Linked DNA regions of Drosophila melanogaster: region 2 is linked to region 1. A link is a contact called in public targeted proximity ligation data. All regions are on one chromosome and are shown on one strand. The core of a region is the stretch at or near the end of the contact, and the rest is flanking DNA. Distances in the headings are between cores, read along the strand shown. Region 1 holds the start of mdy (midway). Region 2 holds the start of Lrch (Leucine-rich-repeats and calponin homology domain protein).

Region 1 (5,301 bases), core at 1,143-3,642:
AGTGATCGTGGATGCCAACCTTTTCAGTAATGGCTTTTGAAAGTTGTAATGTATACGATTCGAGTTCAGGATTGAAATAATTTATGGTTTTGAAAAAAGGACAGATGAAGAATTTTAGCAATTTTTGTCTCGCAGCGTGTATTTAGTATTCCACTGGCGGAAAACACAAAGTTTTACATAATTATTCAGTGCGTTGAACTGATCCAAGTGCAACAAAGACATATACTCCAATCTCATATGTTCGTTCATGGGGAGTTCAGTACGATTTCAGTCGAGTCACCGTGACGCAACGTCATTCAGAACTTCAAGTCGGAGCTCGTTATGGCCCATCAACCGAATGATGAGTAATTTACAGGCATCGAGGACCGAGGCAGTCCGAGATGTACATGAAGCATTCAAAGAGAGATTGCATTATATGCACCCATTAATATACATATTATAAATCCGTGCAAATAAGTTAATCAGGATAGAACTGTAGAGATATTTTGAAGTGCAAGGTAAAAGAAGAAAGCAAAGTCGACTCATTGTGGGTTCTTATTAAAAATGTATATTTCAACGTCTAGCTTCATTTGAGTTATATATTTATAAATGCGCTACAATTGTGACCTCTGCTGTTTGAATAGATATGTAAGAACACACATATACAACCCGCATGTGGAAACCGAACCTGAATTGAATGCTCTCTGCGGTTTGACGATTAGTTTGTTGAACTTTCGGTTTATATTTAAACAATCGAAGGTGGGGGCGGTACAGCGGTAACTGCAGCAGAATGATAATGGATCTTGGAAAAGTTTCGTCTATTTATTGAGCACTGTTGATCTTTATTTTGTGCTCTGCCCTAGGGCGAACTTAAAATGGTGAAAATATTCCAAACATTTTAGTTGTCCATGTAGGACGGATAATTACTGTCGGAACCGGTTGCGGCTTTATAAGGAAGAACTTTCCATAGCGATGATAAAAGTAGGTCAGTAACTCAAGTAGATTCATCAACTTGAGTGGCGAACGCCGCCCAATGGAACATCGATTGATAAAGGTTATCAAGCTGCTCAAGCTGCGGTTCATAAACTCGGAGATTGCATAATACCCACGTTATCATGTTGCCAGGGTAGACATGTCTGGCTGGGCCACCCTAATCACAATTTTCTTGCCCCTTACCATGTAAAACGGATGCATACCAGCTAGAGTCGAAATTCTATGAGGCGTTTTTGCTGGAATCAATCTAACTTTGGAGAATGAAATATTTATAATTGATTTCAAACATAAACCGCATTTTTAAAGACACCATGTTAAGTTTAATGTAATGTGAAGTTAACCATGACAAGCTTCACTGTAGCCTACAAATTATCGAGAGGAAAAATACACAAAAATTTCGCCGGCTTCCTCTAATCAGAATGAAACAACAATGCTCTTATCAGCCGGATTCTGACATTTGCCGTGCCACTGATAATTTCTAAGTGGAATGGAATTTGTTTTCCCAACCAGACACAAGCTCTCTCTTTTGCTGGGTCATTTTATCTCCGGTCAGAAGTGCTCTCTGTTTGGGTTTTCAGCATAAACCGGTTTTTTGGCATAGAAGTTTGTTTGGTTTTTACTGTTTGGCTTTTTCTGTTTGATGGAGACGACGCCGCCACATTTCGGAAATGTTTTTTTTTTTGTTTTTTTTTTTTTAGTTTGCGACGCAATGCCCGGATCAAGGTTATACAGCCATTGGTCAAATATATGCACACGCATTCACACATTTAGTTATATAGACATTATCAACGCTCATTCAATTCAAGGGAAGGCGGAGATAGTTTCACTAATTTATGATGGCTATATGGTATGCAAAAATAAAGCCTCCGTATTCGTCTATATACGATTTGTTGTTAGGTATATCTTGTTTTTTATCTGCTTAGCTGCTGTTCTCATAAAATTTAGCCGCTTTAATGGGCTTTGAGTCACCAAATCACACTGCACGTGTTTGCCACTTGTTGTTTTTGTTTTCTTTTCAGTGGGTGCCAGAAACACATTACCGATTGGAACAACTGCACTTGCAGATCTTCTTCTTATTCGCTCAAGTTCATTACTCCGCCATCGAAAACTTCAAACAAAAGCGAGAGTTAGACAGAGAACGAAGATCGCCGAAGAAGCGTAAACAAACACACAAAAAAATATCACACTGATCGTTTAATTTTTTACTTGAACTCTGGGAACTTTGTGTGCCTTGTATTGTTTGTACCTAGTTAATAATATATTATTTGTCTACTCAGTTTAGCACACCTTGCACACAATTTAATCCAATTGGCAAGTTTTTGTTGTTTCTTTCAACAAGAGCAGACTTATTTTCACGTACTGGAAGCGGCCTCTTTTTACCGTAAACCGCACGCTTCAACGACGAGTTCTCAACTGACGCTTGGAAAATACAACTGGAAATAAACAAAGCAATAGGCTCGACATCAGTGATGTCCGGAGTTGAGCGGGAAAATGATTTTTTCACGATTTTTTCATGATAAAACAGTAAGAGCTACAATCGTCAATAGTTTTCATCCTAAAGACAGTAATAAGTAATAATATTGTATTAATGAATACTCAGAAACAATTTGAATTTTGCTTACATATTTTCCGCTAACATGTCAGCACTGTCTGATAAACTTTGGCTATCGGTATCGAACAGTGAACGATCGATATTTACTGGAAGGAAATTTGGCGGTACATTTGAAACGCAAAATTATTATTATTCATAGAAAAGAAAAACGACTGTGTTATTCATTAATGTATAATTATTTCCAGTGAGCATTAAGGGTATAGACATACTTTTCAATGAGATAATATGTTTGGATTATCCATCAGTATTTTAACTTACCCCTTTTTTAATATTTGTGTAGAAAGACAAAGACTCTCTAGTGCAGGTCCCGCTTGTCGCGCACAAGGTGGCGCAATCGACTGATCTCCCCAATAGATGGCTCTATTGTATTTTATTTTCGTATATCGTATATCGTATTTCGTTTTGGTTTTTTTTTTATTTTCACACTTAACAACTAAAAAACGTAGAAAAATTTCAATAATTTAATGCTTAATTACACAACGAAAACTCTTTGCTCGAATTACATTGGGTATAGAACGCAGTCACATTGTGACGCCAGCAGGGCCTAACAACTAACAACAAATAAATACAGATTCAATTAAAGCTGACTTATGTACAAGAACGTATTAGGCGTGAGAAAAAGTTTCTGATAGATTTGGTATAGAGCGCAGTTCAAGAAAAATGCTTGTTTTGGGCTAATGCTGCTGTCGCCTCTCGTCGATCTCGTCCTCCTCCAGACCCTCGATAAGATCCTCCAAGTCGTCTTCCCCATCATCCACATCATCCACAAATTGATCGATTCGTTTGAGTAAATTGTTTGGCTCTTCAGCCTCCTCCTCCTCCTCCTCATCCTCATCATTTTCAGTAACCGTTTCATTATCATCCTCAATGCCCTCCTCCTCATCTTCATCATTGTATTCCATAATATCATCACTGGTGGTGACCCCGTCTTTAATCCGTGACTCAGGCAATTGATCATAGTCAAATACCTGACGTGTTGCCCGAGGTGGTGTTTCAGTGGAAATCGTTGACCCCAGACCTTCGCCAGCTTCGTCATCTTCATGGGTGTCATCTTTAAGGAGACTCTCTATGCCCGCCCCTTTACTGGATATCCTAGGTTCCGGTTGCTGCGGCAACAACTTGGTGCTAACTGGCCTCAGCACAGTGCTGGTAGTAGAACTTGCTACCAAAGGTAAATCAGTGGATGAGCCCATCTTTTGGGCATCGGCAAACATATTGTCCAGTAGACTAAGCAGATCGTTTACACCGCTTGGCTTTTCTGGAGTGGGTTGTGGTGGAATTAAAGGGGTGGTGCTGATTATGGGCACTTTAGTGGTTGTTGAAGTTGTGGTTTTCGTAGCGGTGGCAACGGTTGTAGTGCTAGTGCTTACTACTGGAGCCTTAGTGGTGGTGCTATATATAGGAGTTTTTTCAGGCGCCCTTGTCGTCGTAGGTTTCATGGTAGTGGGCTTATTAGTCGTGGTTGTCGTTGTCATTGGTGTTGTTTTGGTGTGCAAATGTTTTACCTGATAGGACTCCACAGTTCCCCTCTTCTCATTAGGATCGGCTATCCTAACTACTGGTTCCCTCTTGGAGATAACCGGCACTATCTTCGGACTATGTGGATCCAATTCATTTTGACCGTAGGTCTTCACTTTCGAATGACCCTCGATGATGAGGTACATGGGTCCTAGTAGCGGTTTCGGTGGTTGCTTGTAGTGCGAGAAAAGAGAGTCTGTGGTGGGTTCACTGGGAGCAGGAGCCACTGTGGGTCTCTGCGCTAGATTGCTCGTCTGGGGGATCAGTAAACGATTACTGGTGGTTGTGCTGGCTCGCTGATAAATGGACAAAGGAGTAGTTATGGTCGATTGAGTGGTTCCCACGGTGGTAGTGCTGCTCATCGTCATGGGTCTAAAACCAGAGCTACTTGTTTGGGGCGTGGGTGTGATATAGATTTCCGGTTGTGGTTCTTTTCTAGTGGCCACAGTCGGAACGGCTATGGTAGGTGGACCAGGCACAAATGTCACGGGTGCATAGGTAAATGGAGGGCGGGTGGAGCTCATGCCAAAGCCAACAGATGGTTGTGGCTGATGTGGCTTGGTTGTTCCCATCAAATATTTTGTGGCTGGCATTGTGGGCTTAACCTTGGGCTTCGACGTTACCACCACCTCTTTTTGGAGTAGCTCATGGAGCCACGGCTTCCTAAGACCCGTCTTTGATCCATTTTGATGTCCTGGGAGAGAGTTGGGCGAGTAGATCATCGTTTGCTGGTGATGGGGCCTTGAAAAGCTGTATGTATGCACGGATTCCTGCAGATGGGGATCTGAGTACGATAAACGATATGGTGGCCTACTGGTCATCCAAGGCGTTGAAGAAGATAATGAGGTGTGGTGGCTCATCGCTGGTGGCTGATGGTAAATCACTGAGGAAGTCATCGCTTGTTTGGTAGTTGGAGAGCTCATATGGTTGAGGCTCATGTAAGAGGTGGGCGCTCCCGTGGCCATCATACTGTGCCTGTATTCCATGGGAGGAACGGACGAACCACTTGATTTCATCATCATCATGGGTGGTGGCATCAAATGGGTAGGCGGCATGTGCTGCTGGGCATGTGTATGCTGTGGCATTTGTGGGTTATGTTGTTGCTGGGTGGGAGCATAGTAGCTCCTCCGGATGGCCGCATATTTAGCTTGTTGCTGGTGCTGCTGCTGTTGCTGCTGCTGGTGGTGCTGCTGATAATG
Region 2 (5,588 bases), core at 2,715-5,214, 570 kb before region 1:
GTTTCCGATCGAAACCAATAAAAGTGACATAAGCTCATCCACGAGCACCACGACCGCAATTTTCATATCAGATCGACTGAGAACGGAACCCGGCATCAAATGCGCAGCGCAAAAACACCTCAAAAGATCTGAGCTCACGAACAAGCTAGAAGATACGTTTTGAGTACGTTTTCTGTGTCATCGCCAGAACAAATTCAATTAGGGAACGACGACGTAGAGATAGATTGCCGGCCGGTCGCCAGGTTTTCTCGGTCGCATTTGAGCTGAGTAGATTTTCGCAGACTTTTGGCATTGAGTATGGCGGGCCAAATGACGGGTCTCTTGGCAGATAGTCAAACAGTCCGTTCCAGAATGCTAGGAGAGATTTTAGAAAGCTGATCTGGGCAGCGGATCAAGGCGCTCAGGCGCTTGGAACGGATTTGGTTTTAAGCAGCGCGTCGCATAAACTACTAATTGACTAAAGTAGTTCAACTATTTGGGACATGCGGTATATCACTTCGTTTTCGTTAATAATTGGCAAAATGCGGAATAATCTCTTTGATATGGCGATCAACACTGGCGTATTTGAAACAAATCAGCGTAGAAATTTAAATGTACTAAAGCAAAAAATTCGGAGCTATCAAAACAAACTGGACTTTCATTGAGCCAAGCAAACAGCTTAATTTCTGAAATAGGTTTAATAATTATGTGCAATAAACGACCAATAAACGATTTTAAAAATAATGTATAAATGGGCAAACAAACTAGTTACAAAACCAATCTAATACAAAGTGATAATCTAAATGATCACAGTGCACATAGCGCCGTGTAAACTATTTCTATGGATGCAAATTAAATACACCTCGTGACTCAGTTTTTTCTGTAACCCTAAACATTACAAATTTTTGTGTTTTTGGGTAAATTTACAGGGAATAAATTTCTACGATTTTGCGGTTGCATTGCGACTGTCAATCGGATATGGAACGTGTGTGCCGGCGAAATAGAAAACCCGTCAATCGATCCATGGATCGTTTGGCAGATCGTTTGCTATATGGGCCAGTGGGTCGTCGTATGTTGACGACTGCGGTGCGGTTACGTGCCTGAAATGAGCCACATTGGGCGGATCAATTAAATGGTAGCAGCACTTGCCTAATTGGCCATAATTCTCCTTACCAAAAACACTTTTCGGGGCAGCTCTATAATTATGATCGAGAGTTAAGAGTGGGCGGCAATTTGTTTTGTTTATTTTTGAATTGTGCGTTGGTGTTTCAAAACGATTAAATAATTGAAAGAAGTGAAGCATTTGTTTACCAAACGAAACAGTTGACGCTGGGAATTATTAATGGTTTCTCTTTAGAGAAGAATTTACACTAACTACGCGAGTTCTCGCCGAAATAATTGCAAGTTCAATGTAGTGCAAAAAGTGCACTCAAATGGGGTGGGGTCAGCGTATATGTATGTATATATTTAGCAAGTGAGTGGGTCTGTCATCGTTTCCATTAGATCATTGCATTCGCTTATAGTATACAGCAATCTACATCTTGTGGGTGCACATATATATATGTAGGCGGATGCTTGACTTGCTTGAGCCAAAGATGCAAACACAAAAGTAGTCAAATCTCGGGTATTGAGGGTAGAGAGTAAGTAAACTTGATGAAATGACCCCTTTACAATGTCAAACTTAAAAGTGCATTATTTAAACTCACCATTCTTTTTGGGTTTCTGTTTTCCCATTTGAATGTGGGTACATTTTTTAATATTAACCTTCATGAGTACTTGGTGATAGTATAGTGGTGGGCTATACTATTGAAACATATTTTACTGCGATATTTTCCGGAGAGCAATTCAATTATCAGACTTCTTCCAACTGTTTTATAAGTGAAGAACTCGCGTATAAAAGTGGAAATCGGTAAAAACCCCTTTTCTTGAATTGTGAAATTAATGTTCTTTGTTAAGATGTTAATATGTATGTGACAATGCACTGACAAGATTTTCAAAGGGGCTCTGGTTGAATTCCCATTGGTGTTCAGATGTGTTTTAATTTCATCTTGCTTTAAATTCTAGCTTGTAAAATGGATGATAATTAAACCCAGGGGATAATTAAGACCTTTAACTACTTTCAAAAATACTGCTCTTAGTAACATATTTGCTTTGAGCAATAATACTAACTGGTTTGCGTTGTTGCACAATGCGATTAGACTTACCTCTTGGTGGTGGACCGGATTTGGGAGTTGTGTGATTGCAGCACGGTCTTCCGATTTTGGAAACAGAACCCGTCGATCCAAAACTAGATGGTGCCTTCATTTTGCTGGGCTGCGGGATTCCGGTACCAGAAGTAGCGGGCGTGGGAATATTGGATCTGATGGGACCCGGTAATTTGGAGGCAGTGGCTCCTGGTTCCGGGTCCGCAGTAACTGGCGATGGAAAAGGGGCACTTGTCCCGCCCGAAGCGCTCGTATCATCACTCATTTTTTACTTTATTCTTAATAATCTTCACTTATTAGGACACACGCGTATTAAAAGTAAACGATTTAAAAAACTTGGGGGAAAAACAAGTGCAAAAGAATAATTTTTGGTAAAATAAATGGAATGCTGATCACTTACCTTAACAAATATATGTATAATTCGCTTAATTTGCTTTTATTTTATATTTTTGCTACAAAAATAAATGGATTTTTTTTATTTTTAGCTAGGTTTTGAACCACTGTTCCACTTTTGTTGTTGCTTTATTTTGGCGCGCAGGCAGCTATCTCACTCGCACTTAGGCGGCTGCTTTAAAACAGCTGACTGAGAGCAGATTTCTTTTCTTCTTTTTTTCGTTGAGCTTGAAAAACAAACAAGACCGCTTTTTGTTGTTGCTCTCGTTGGCCAGAACTTCGTTATATTTTCAAAAAATGCGGAACACAAATATGTATTGAATTAATTTTATGCGACTAACAAAATCACTCAAGGGTATTCTATTTATATAAATTCGTAACTTTTTATTTATAATTTTGTGTTGGGCTGCTTGCGCTGATATTCATCAGACTTAAACAAGATTAAATTGAATCAAATTGCTTATCAATTTGTGCATTTCACACACACACACACGCACGCTGTAGCTCTGTTCTATATTTTATTGTTGCTGCTGATTTGACACAGTTATAGAAGAGGGAACCATTAGAAGAGGGTGGGAAAAGGGACGCGAAAACGCACTCTTATTGGTGTGTGTTTACCGCACACACACACAGTACTTAAATAAACTGGAGTGCTTTACATACTGTGCTGTGCGAATACGATTTAGAAATATACGCGATTGGGATTTTACAATTTTACACAAATTTTAGATTTTTTTTGCACTTAGTTGGCGTTGCGTTGGAATTTTGTTGTTGCACTGAGTTAGCGATGGTAGCACAGCTCCAGTGCAGCGCGCCAATCGATAGTTGCGGCTATATTTTCCCGAGGTATTTTTAGAGTAATGCGGTCATACAAAAACACCCTGTAGGAAATTGGCGAATATTTATTCGTGAATATAAATATGTAAAATATGAAATTATGTCACCAATAATGGAAGCGTCGCTGAGCTTATTCAGATTTGTGATCTGAGCCCACACAACTGACAAATTAACGAATTTATAATTTAGTCTAACATGGTTTTTTAATATTCAACCAGTTTATTGCCGGGTTCCAATACCAGGTTACCTGGTCATTTGTTCATTTTTTCTTTAAGTAGTTATATGAAATGTTTCGGTGTAATAACGACTCAGTAATCTAATAATGCCCTAAATTTGAAGGGGCAAATGCTAAACGGTAGATCATTCTGAATAAACAAACATTACATTACATTATAAAATGTAAGATTGTTGACATTTCGAATTGCGATAAAAATGGAGCCAGTGTATCATCGGCGCACTGTGGTATTTTATCGATAGTACTCAAAGGCACGCCGATTTTAAACTAACAGCAACGTTTCCAGCGCTGCCCAAGTAGCATCCCATAAACCGATTCAGTTGTTTTTCGATTTTCGTTGTGCACTGTCGCTCGTCTGCTGCGTGAGCTTGTGCGTGTGTGAGTGCGCGTGTGTGCGAGGAGGCAAAGAAGAGGAAGCAAGAAGGAAGCCGCAAAAGGAAAATCCAATTCCGAGAAATCTTATCAATGAGCCAAGAAGACGTACACTAAATGAAAAATAATCGAGATGCGTGCGTTTCAATAGAGCAAATTTAGTTTCCAGTTTCGGTTTCTTTCGGCACTTCACTCCGTTTCCTTATCGGTGTGATAGTTTAGCGCGTGCGTGTGTGTGTGCAAGTGTGTGGAAGTGTCGCCACGCCTACACGGGAAATGGCAGCAACGGTTTACCAACGCCTACATAGCGTCGCAGTCGGCGTCGGCAGCGCCGCTGGCAGCGCCATCGGCAGCGGGTCGGCTTCCCTTCCAGGATCTGGAACAGGATCGGGATCTGGAATAGGCCACGCTGGAAACACCTCCTCCTCCACCTCGTCTGCCCTGCTTAGTCATTCCCAGCTGACGCGCTCCCTGGAAAGAATCCTGGAAGAAGCGCACTTCAGCGGCGAACTGATCCTGACCAATCGCAAGCTGAAGGACTTTCCCAGGACTGGAACGAAGTACTCACTTACCGACACTGTCATCGCAGGTGCGTACCGCTATTGTATAGTGTATATTCGTAAGGGAGAACAAAGAAAAGGTGTTCTTCAAGCCGGTTTCGTAGCTCCGGAAAAAATTGGGTTTTCATTACTTCCTAAGTAAAGTTTAAACTGTTCTTAATAATACTTAATGTACGAAGTTAATAACATTTTATTGGAAAAAGCATACATTTTTATATTACAAAGTTAAATGGTATTAAAGTTGATTAGAAAATTGTTAGTTATAAAGTTTTCTTTTGACGTCAGAAAAAGTAAAAGTAGAGTTTACATATGTACAAGTACTGATAAAGCAATTAAATTAGTTGCTTATCGAAAATGTTTGGCGTATGTGTATACCTTTAGGGTGCGGCATTTAAGCAAAGGAGGTTTGTTGCCGGTGAGCTAACGAAGTTTTTCCATCTCCATTGCAGTGGCGAATTTTCCTTTTGTTGCTTGAAAATCAATAATTTGCAGCAGCCGTCGGAGGTTCATCCTTTTCCTCCTTTTCTGTCCTCCCATCAGCTGCTCTTTCTCTCTGCGGCTCTCCCATTCTCTCCCTTTTCGGACTGCGCTCAAGGACAATAATTACCGCCGTTATTCGCTCTTCGCCACTTTGCACTATTCGTGTTATCCTTATTTATTTTTATTTTCGCCGCAGCCGGCACGAAAATTTTGTCGAAGTTCAACCAACTTTCGTTTTTGTTAGGACCAAAAAATATGCACCAGCGGAGAAATAGTAAATGGGAAATACCCACCCAGAAAATTCACCGCCCTCTCGCAGGACCCCGCCCCCTCTCACAGCTGCTGCTACCCTCGAACAGATGTTCTCACAACGGGACATGTCTCTCATCGATTTTCACTTGTGTTTGTTGTATACACATACAGTAAACGCTCTGAAAGGCGAAAGGATACGTAGATAAGGTTAGTTGTCATTCTAATCGCTGAAAAAGCGAGATATGGCAATTTTCCATCTAACAATACTTCACAGAT

Evidence for each region.
Region 2: a contact with region 1 is called in a targeted proximity ligation map of the Kc167 cell line, with 6 times the contacts expected there. A contact is called at or near these places in 8 of 107 Hi-C or Micro-C datasets (the Kc167 cell line, the S2 cell line, embryo and 2 more) and 2 of 7 datasets of targeted methods (both in the Kc167 cell line).

The regions. Positions count from the first base shown.
Region 1 is chr2L:16,813,751-16,819,051 of dm6, reverse strand. mdy (midway) reads right to left here and starts at 2,392. Exons shown (of 10, transcript NM_165195.3): 1 at 2,013-2,392. All of the region lies in intron 1 of CG13280, which reads left to right. CG13272 reads right to left here. Exons shown (of 3, transcript NM_001273589.1): 3 at 2,983-5,301. The coding sequence ends at 3,259.
Region 2 is chr2L:17,382,491-17,388,078 of dm6, reverse strand. It overlaps Lrch (Leucine-rich-repeats and calponin homology domain protein), which reads left to right and starts at 3,964. Exons shown (of 7, transcript NM_165212.2): 1 at 3,964-4,609. The coding sequence starts at 4,297. CLIP-190 (Cytoplasmic linker protein 190) reads right to left here and starts at 3,379. Exons shown (of 17, transcript NM_165213.5): 1 at 3,240-3,379; 2 at 2,584-2,635; 3 at 2,184-2,518. The coding sequence starts at 2,448.